Regions from separate parts of the Mus musculus genome. Here all the other regions are linked to region 2. The links are chromatin contacts, called in public promoter capture Hi-C maps. All regions are on one chromosome and are shown on one strand. The core of a region is the stretch at or near the end of the contact, and the rest is flanking DNA. Distances in the headings are between cores, read along the strand shown. Region 1 holds the start of Srek1 (splicing regulatory glutamine/lysine-rich protein 1). Region 2 holds the start of Ccnb1 (cyclin B1). Region 3 holds the start of Ankra2 (ankyrin repeat, family A (RFXANK-like), 2).

Region 1 (2,700 bases), core at 175-2,674, 3.0 Mb before region 2:
AGGCAAACATTTACCAATGTAACTACACCCTCATTTCTACTGTTGCTTTAAGACCATCAGAACAAAGGTGAAAAGAGCAACAAAGTCTTTTTGTTTTTGTTTTTCTTCTTTTGTTTTTTTGAGACAGGGTTTCTCTGTGTAGCCCTGGCTGTCCTGAAACTCACTCTGTAGACCAGGCTGGCCTCGAACTCAGAAATCCACCTGCCTCTGCCTCCCAAGTGCTGGGATCAAAGGCTTGCACCACCACCGCCCTGTGGCAACAAAGTCTTAATAATTAGTACATGTGTTGGGGTCTCCCTCCCCCAGCATAGCTGTAGCCATTTCGTTCCATGTCTGCTAGCTACTTCATATGTTGCTGTAGTGTGCCTGCCAGTCATTGACACAGAAAAATAACTTGACTCAGAACAGAGTCATGCTGATCACATACCCTGTTCTGTTCTGTGTGTTATGAGGTTTGTTAATCTTAAGAAATTCCACAACTGTAGGCTTCATGTAGGACCCATCAAATTAAAGGTCAATATAAACTGTCACGTCTAAAATGGCTTGAGTGAGGGCTGACTACCAGGCAGCCCTTCCAGCACCTGCATTGGAGCCCACTGTGGTTTGAGCGGTTTTAACCTTTAGAAGATGGCCATTAAGAAATATCCAGCGCTCAGCTTTTTGAGCTGTTGCCCTGGTCCATCAGGCTTGTGGTGTGAGTTATATAAACCATCCCTGTTTAACTGAGTTTGATGTTTGTGTGCTTTGTAGAGCAACTCCAGGACCCCAATAAGTTTTTATATTGTGGGCCCACAGGAATGGACTTGAACCATGAACTTTGGATATAGCTGCTCTGGTTGAAAATGATTGCGCAGTATTAAGGTGCAAGTTGCATGTAGACAGTTTGTGTCTTTTACCTGCCTTTGTCTAAAAGTATAGATATTAGGGCCCGCTAGTAAATAAATTGCATGTTATAAATTGACAGCAAAGCCTTTCATTCACTCATTTACCCTAACCTCCATAATTGGTGTGAAAATTTCCAAGAATTCTCATAATCAGGGTGCCTGCCAATTTTGAAAATAGGTTAAGCGGGGTTGCAGCCTGTATTTAATAATGAAGCTATTGTTTGGTCAGGTATTAATGTATAATGTCCAGATGTCATTGTCCCTTTACCACTGCAGCCCAGGCCTCTGGGTTCCTCCGCCTGATGTGGAGAAAGAGCCGAGCTGCTTAACTGACAGAAGCATCGAGAAGTGATGGAGTTTGTAGGCACAACCTCCGCAACCCTCACTGCAGCAGCAGGTAAACCTCTCTGAAGACCTAGTGACGCCTAGCAACAGTCCCGGCGACCTGACCCCAGGGCTGCGGCCGCCAGGACCCGCGGGGAGCCGCCGCGTTGCCAGGGCGACGCTTCCGGCCGGCGCGCGCAGCCCCCGGAGCAGGAGAGTTGCGCGATGGGCGGCTAGACGTGCCCGGGCGCGGAGGATTAGCTCTCGGGAGCGCGCTCGCGGCCGCGCGCCTCTGCTTCCCAGGCTCCGTCGCTGACGCGTCGTGGACGTTGGGGAGCGGGAAGGCAGCAGCAGCGAGGCCGGGATGAACAGCGGCGGCGGCTTCGGCTTGGGCTTAGGCTTCGGCCTCTTCCCTACGACGGTGATTCAGGTGACGAACCTCTCGTCGGCGGTGACCAGCGAGCAGATGAGGACGCTCTTTTCCTTCCTAGGAGAAATCGAGGAGCTACGGCTCTACCCCCCAGAGTGAGTGCTGGAGCCCGGCGGGGGGAGGGGCGCGCCGCCATCCAGACCTCGGGCGCCGAGGGAGGCACGGGGCGAGCGCGGGCGTCACGTGACGGCGCGCTTCCCTAGGCGGCCATGTTTGATGAGGGCACCCGGCCGGCCGCGGGGCCTCTCCGCGGTGAGGTTTTGTTAATTGAGCTCCACGCGGGGTTCCTGCAGAGGACTTAGGGGTGCCTTCCTCTCTCGAGCCTCCGGGACTGTGGTTGATGCCCGGCCTTCGAGTTGGGTGCCCCGGGCCTTTGGTTTCCCCCGAACTTAAGATGGCCGCAGGTGGGCCGGCGACAGTCCTCATGGCAAATGCCTATAACGTTTCTTTTTTTTTTTTTTTTTTTTGCACTGGGAGAATCGTGGAGAACGCCAGCAACGCCAACGCCCGGACCTCTAGGTCTTAATGTCAGGCTGCTAGCGCTGCTGAGGGAGCGAGCGGATGACAACATGGAATCGGGGCTGTTTTTGTTCTCCGGGGTGATCTTAGACATTTACCATCGTTTTGGTTTTTCTAACCGAGCCCATATTCACGATCTTAAAGATCACGTCAATCTCTCCTTTTGGCAACAGCCTGAATTTTCCTTCTCCAAGAAGGTCACGCTGGCTCAGACGTTTCAAAAAGTATAAATCGGTGCAGAATTATCACTACTGTGTACATGTGTTTAAAATCCAGCGCTCGCTTCTTAGGCAGTGTACTTGAAGTGGTAAATTTCCCTTATGCAGTATTCACTAATCGGATAACTTGTAATGGTTTTACCGTTCGTAACATTCTCACACTCATAAACTTTAAGAAAATACTAAGGGCCACGGTATTTTGTTCTTTATGCTAAAATTATTTGAAGGAAAAGTTGTCCACGATTTTTTTGGGAAAAGATTTTGGCTTATTTCATAGTCATGCACACAGAACAATATATCTCTCTACTCTCTGTAAGTAGCAGAA
Region 2 (2,700 bases), core at 21-2,520:
AAGGGACGAGAAGGGGGGGTGGGAGAGAGAAAGAGAGAGAGGAGAAAAGATGGGGGGAGGGAGAAGGAGAAAAAGAAGAAAAGAAGCTGGCCAGGAACCTGTGAAGAGAGGGAGAAGGGAGAGAGGGAGAAAAGGGACAGAGAGAGAAAAGAGGGCAGAGTCAGAGAGAGAGGGAGAGGCCAAACAGTCCTTTTTATAGCAAGCCAGGCCTACCTGGCTGTTGCTAGGTAACTGTTGGGCGGAGCATAGAAGGAATGCCAACAACCTGTGCTACAAGAGATCCTGGTCAATAAATAAATCCGCGTTAGTGTTACTGAAAATTAATGTGGAAAATTTCACTGAAGTTAATAAGCCTTAATAAGGAGTTTGACATAGAAAGATAGAGAGTTGCAATAGAGATCTTTGTTAAATAAGATTTTACAAAACTATATTTTTGGAGTAATCTTAAACTTAGAGCAAAATTAAGCATAAGGCACATTTTCTTTTATCACTGGGGCAGTCGCTATTGGGGAGCTTGGTATGTTAATCTATTTGCTTATAATAACCATTTACAGCTGGGCGGTGGTGGCACACGCCTTTAATCCCAGCACTTGGGAGGCAGAGGCAGGTGGATTTCTGAGTTCGAGGCCAGCCTGGTATACAGAGTGAGTTTCAGGACAGCCAGGCCTATACAGAGAAACCCTGTCTCGAAAAAACAAAAAGCAAAAACAAAACAAAAAACATTTACTATGTGTATGTGTGCTAAAACTTCATGCTATCAACCTCAAAATCCATCCCAGATAGCTGTTGGAACAGTCATATTAAAGACCGTCTCTGCAACAAAGCTTTCGGGAACTCTTAAGATAGTATTGGCACTTCTATAGAAGAGGATGAGAAACAATAAATAGGACAACAGCAAAACTGATATGCGTACTCCCCACAGTCATTTTCCTAAAGTCCAACGGAGTCGCCTGGGCTAGCTTGGACAGCACACAAGTGAGCACTGCACGCCATGCCTACCTAAGGCAGGTGGCAGCAATGCGACTTGTGCGCAGGCATAGAGCCTGACCTCGCGAGGGGTGGGCGGTGCTGCCAGCGGCAGCCTCGCTCTGGCCCCGCCCCCGCCCCACCCCCGCCGAACTTGGGATCGCGGGATCGCCCAGGAAACGCATTCTACGGGAACCCGCGGCGCCAATGGGAAGAGAGCGAGTGCCACGAACTGGCCAATGAGGAGCGAGCGGCCCGGGGTTTAAACCTAAGCCCGGCAGACTCCTCCCGGCGTGCTGCGGAGGAACGGCTGTTAGTGTTTAGCTGTGGATAGCCAGAGGTTAGGGTGTCTTCTCGAATCGGGGAACCTCTGATTTTGGAGGAGCCATGGCGCTCAGGGTCACTAGGGTGAGTCGGGCCAGGCGCTGCGGTGATCGCGGCGGGAGAAGACCGCGGGATCCCGGAGCGGGAGGGGGATCCGGGAGGGCTCCGGCGAGGCCGGGGAGCTGAGGACCCACCTTATGGAGGGTGAAAAAGACCTCTGGACCTATCTGGGCTGCAGGACTTGTGGGGAGTGGGTGCTGTGCTCTTAATGGTGAAGGCCCAGGGTGAATTCTTCGCCTTCCCGGAGAGCTGTCTACGACGGAGGCTTTTATGGCATCCTTTCCGATGTAAATTCACCATGTTTAGGGTGGCTTAGGACTTAAGGGGAAACTGGATTAAAGGTGAAAGATTTGGGTGGAAACTTGCTTGTCACGGCTGGAGGCTAGATCCTACCACCCTTGCTTTCCTTAGTTAGGTCCCGCCTTAATTAACCCGTGACTTCCTCGGGGCTGCCTGCTTGCTGCCGTGGACCCTTTTCAAGTTGTTCTTTTACTTCTTTCAGAACACGAAAATTAACGCAGAAAATAAGGCCAAGGTCAGTATGGCAGGCGCCAAGCGTGTGCCTGTGACAGTTACTGCTGCTTCCAAGCCCGGGCTGAGACCGAGAACTGCTCTTGGAGACATTGGTAATAAAGTCAGCGAAGAGCTACAGGCAAGAGTGCCTCTGAAAAGGGTAACTATCGCCCTGAAAAGGGTACCGATCTCCCTAGCCCAATTAACCTGAAAAGGCCCATCTTCTAGCTGTCACCCTTGGGAAAACATTCTGTTCTCTCCCTTTCATCCACAGGAAGCAAAAACGCTAGGTACTGGAAAAGGTACTGTTAAAGCCCTACCAAAACCTGTAGAGAAGGTGCCTGTGTGTGAACCAGAGGTGGAACTTGCTGAGCCTGAGCCTGAACCTGAACTTGAACATGTTAGAGAAGAGAAGCTTTCTCCTGAACCTATTTTGGTAAACTTGCATTTTTTAAAAGTTTGTTTCTTCTCTCTGACTTCATTTCACGTTGATGCACATGACAGCATTTAAATATATTACTTATTATTGAGTGGCTAGCAAAAACATTTTACATGCATTAACGACTCTGGGGTGAGTATTAGCACCCTGCGTCAAATGGTGGCAGATAAATATGGTGGGGCTTTTTGTTTTATGTAGACACCAGAGTCTCACTCACTATGTACTCCTGGCTGGCCTGGGACACGGATGTGGGCATAAATCATTTTCTTTTCTGTGTCTCTGTAGCTCATGCTGTCCTTGAACTTGAGATTTCCACCTCCAATGCTGGGATGGTATATTCAAAAACTATTTTTAAAAAGATTTCAGGCAGAGAAATGAGATTAATTAATAAAATAAGG
Region 3 (2,700 bases), core at 192-2,691, 2.5 Mb after region 2:
CCTGAATCCGGAGAAACATATGTTGCTCTATCAACTCCATCACTGAGGTCAGTAAGTAAGCAGCAATACAAGAATACAAAACTTCCAGGAGAGACATGAAGACACTACAGTCACACAAAGTATCACATAACAAAGTTGCTACATTTTGTCAGAAGGCCACAGGAACAGAAAGTTAGTTTATAGCACTCAATGGGAACTGTTTCTAAGGAAAGAACAATTTCTTCTAGGCACGTGTGGGTTGAGCCGCAACTCCACCCCCTCTCCTCCCCAGTTCTCCCAGGGGATGTCCAGTGCTATTCTCTTGAAAACTTCCTTTCAAGCTCCCATTAAAGGGGGAAAAAACTGCCAGATGGAGATCTTTTTTCTTTTGACACGAGGTCTTACTTATTTTGTAGCCTCGACTCTGACTCCGGAGTGCTGGGATTAAAGGTGTGTACCACCTCCCTCACCTGGTTTAAGATCACTCTTAGGAGCCACCGCACACAAAACCTACCTAGTGCCTCATATTTTCTGATCTTAATTTGGACAATTTTTTTTTTTACAGTTTCTTTCCCATATTTTCTAATTGGGTCTGATAATTTATTTTCAACACCAACTAATTCGATGTGCTAGACATGCAAATCACGAGTTTCCCGAGACTCAATCCTTCCTAAAATGGGGTTAAAATAGTCACCTCTTTGCGGACCCCTATAGAACAATAGGTTTCAATAGACGGAATTACCAGTCTTTGACCAGAGAACAGGAAAGGAAAAGGGAACGGTTATCTAGACTGGATTACAGAGATAAGCAAAGACTGTTGATTCGCCAAGACTTGAAGCACAAGGGAGGGAAAAAACGAAATGACAGAGATGGTGAGAAAGAGTTAAGAAAGAAAGGGTGGGTAGGCTCGCCAGCCAGACGCCTGGGAAGGGAGAGTATAATGCAAGCAGGGGGCACAGTCCCCAATGGAAGCTAATCACAGAGGCTTCGGGTTCTTCCTAATTCTTGAAATTGTCCTACAGTGGGGGCAAAGGTGCTATAAAAAACGAAAGGCGTCTCACGGGCGACAGGTGTCCGGGCGGGCGTTCCCGCTCTACGGCCGCGGGGTGACACCCGCTCCCGCTCCGACGCGGCGAGCGGATCCGGGGACAGGGGCCGGTCAGGCGGGTGGTACACGCGCCCTGAGCTCAGCGGGAGAGCGGCTCTGGCCTGGCCTAGCCAGATCGGTCCCGAGCCCCGGGCCTGCTTCGGGCCCAGACGTCACTTCCTATCTTTTATCTCCTCTGGAAAAAGCCCAGAGCGTTCGGTGAAGGCGAGACGACTCCCAGGGATCGCTTCTTGTTTCCCTAGCGCCCCGTAGCCCATCCTCTCGGAGAACCATGGATCGCCTCAGTTCCGGGTCATTGGAGAGCGGCCCGGGGCCCCGCCCAGGGCCCCGCCCACCAGGGCGCTTTCTTGTAGTTCTTTGGGTCGTAAACCTTCTGCGCCTGCGCTGCACGTCATCTTCCCGCGACGCGCCTCTGCGCCTCCGCGTTTCCGGCTCCTGGACTGTCCGCGTGATTTTGAGCGAGTGCTGCAGAGCGGTATGCTGTAGGGAGCTGGCGAAGTCTGGGGAGTCGTCCTGGGGATCGGTGCCTCGGTGGACCCTCGGGGCCCCGCGGAGGTAGGCGATGGCGGCTCCCGGTGGCGGCCCAGGCTCTGCTCAGTCCTCACTGTGATCTCTGACATCCTGGACGTCTGTTCTGGGGCTTCCCCCGGAGATCACTGAACTTATCTGCCTCCGCGATTTAATTTTGACCCAGGCTTTGCTCCTCTGTAGTCGCTCTCCTAGCCACCTCTGTCAGTCCCTGGAGCAATCTCTTCTCCAAGGCCAAGGACAGAATTCTGTTTTAGTGATTTGAGGATGGCTGGGTATTCGTCCCTCTCTGCACCTCCGCTCTGCTTCTTTTGTGCCCATCGTGCCACATTATGCTTAGAGACCCCGCTGAAATGACATTATGTCCAGGTAGAATTAAACATCTCCCTCTTACATGTTCTCAGTACCCTTCAGGGTTTATTTGATCACACCTTGTGTCGTAATGCCTGTTATTCCGTGAATCCCAGTTTCTTAGGTCCTGACTTGGTCCAGTGATTTTCCTAACATTCGTTTTCATAGCATCTCATTGCTTGTTCTGTCTTCCCTTGCACGTCCCCGCCAATGCTGTTCTTCATTTGTGTAACTTAGCAAGCCAGCGCTACTTCTCACTTCTTTCCTCGAAAACCTTTCATTTCTTGAAAAATAGACTTAGGAGGTACTATTCCTGGGACAGATCTATTCCGGTGCCTGTTTTTATCTAGTGAGCCAATAATGGTTTTTGCAGATAAACATACTGTCTTATGTACAGTGATTTGGCTTGAAACTAAATGAAATAGGCCTTGACCTCAAAGAATTGTATTTCCTTTCAACAACAACAAATGCGTTTGTGAGTACTAGTGAAAAAATTTCTTGCCATGTCATTAACTATAGAATATCTTCTGCTTTGTCGGTTGGTTGGCCAGACCTAAAATATTTACCATCTGGCCCTTGATAGTGTTTGAGAACACCTGTTGGAAGGCAGAGAGGGATTTCTGAGGGACAGAATGACTTCCTGTGCTGACCTTAAATAGGAAGTACGTAGTGAAAGGGCATTCCTGGTATGTTAAAGCAAAAGTGAGTGTGAAGTGAATGAACCTTGGTTTGCT

What was found. Promoter capture Hi-C pulls out the DNA fragments that hold promoters and counts their contacts.
Region 1: a contact with region 2 is called in a promoter capture Hi-C map of liver, with 11 times the contacts expected there. The contact joins the promoter of Srek1 here to the promoter of Ccnb1 in region 2. A contact is called at or near these places in 7 of 39 promoter capture datasets (the C10 cell line, cranial neural crest, embryonic stem cells and 4 more), 2 of 115 datasets of contacts at active chromatin or transcription factors (astrocytes and embryonic stem cells) and 1 of 9 other capture datasets (adipose tissue).
Region 3: a contact with region 2 is called in a promoter capture Hi-C map of liver, with 5 times the contacts expected there. The contact joins the promoter of Ankra2 here to the promoter of Ccnb1 in region 2. A contact is called at or near these places in 2 of 39 promoter capture datasets (liver and neutrophils) and 1 of 9 other capture datasets (adipose tissue).

What each region holds. Positions count from the first base shown.
Region 1 is chr13:103,773,332-103,776,031 of GRCm38.p6, reverse strand. Srek1 (splicing regulatory glutamine/lysine-rich protein 1) reads left to right here and starts at 1,424. Exons shown (of 12, transcript NM_001361085.1): 1 at 1,424-1,733. The coding sequence starts at 1,573. It overlaps Gm52054 (a long non-coding RNA gene), which reads right to left and starts at 1,415. Exons shown (of 4, transcript XR_003950659.1): 1 at 996-1,415.
Region 2 is chr13:100,785,056-100,787,755 of GRCm38.p6, reverse strand. Ccnb1 (cyclin B1) reads left to right here and starts at 1,270. Exons shown (of 9, transcript NM_172301.3): 1 at 1,270-1,374; 2 at 1,853-2,023; 3 at 2,138-2,299. The coding sequence starts at 1,354.
Region 3 is chr13:98,261,817-98,264,516 of GRCm38.p6, reverse strand. Ankra2 (ankyrin repeat, family A (RFXANK-like), 2) reads right to left here and starts at 1,441. Exons shown (of 8, transcript NM_001271388.1): 1 at 1,041-1,441. Utp15 (UTP15 small subunit processome component) reads left to right here and starts at 1,525. Exons shown (of 13, transcript NM_178918.3): 1 at 1,525-1,642.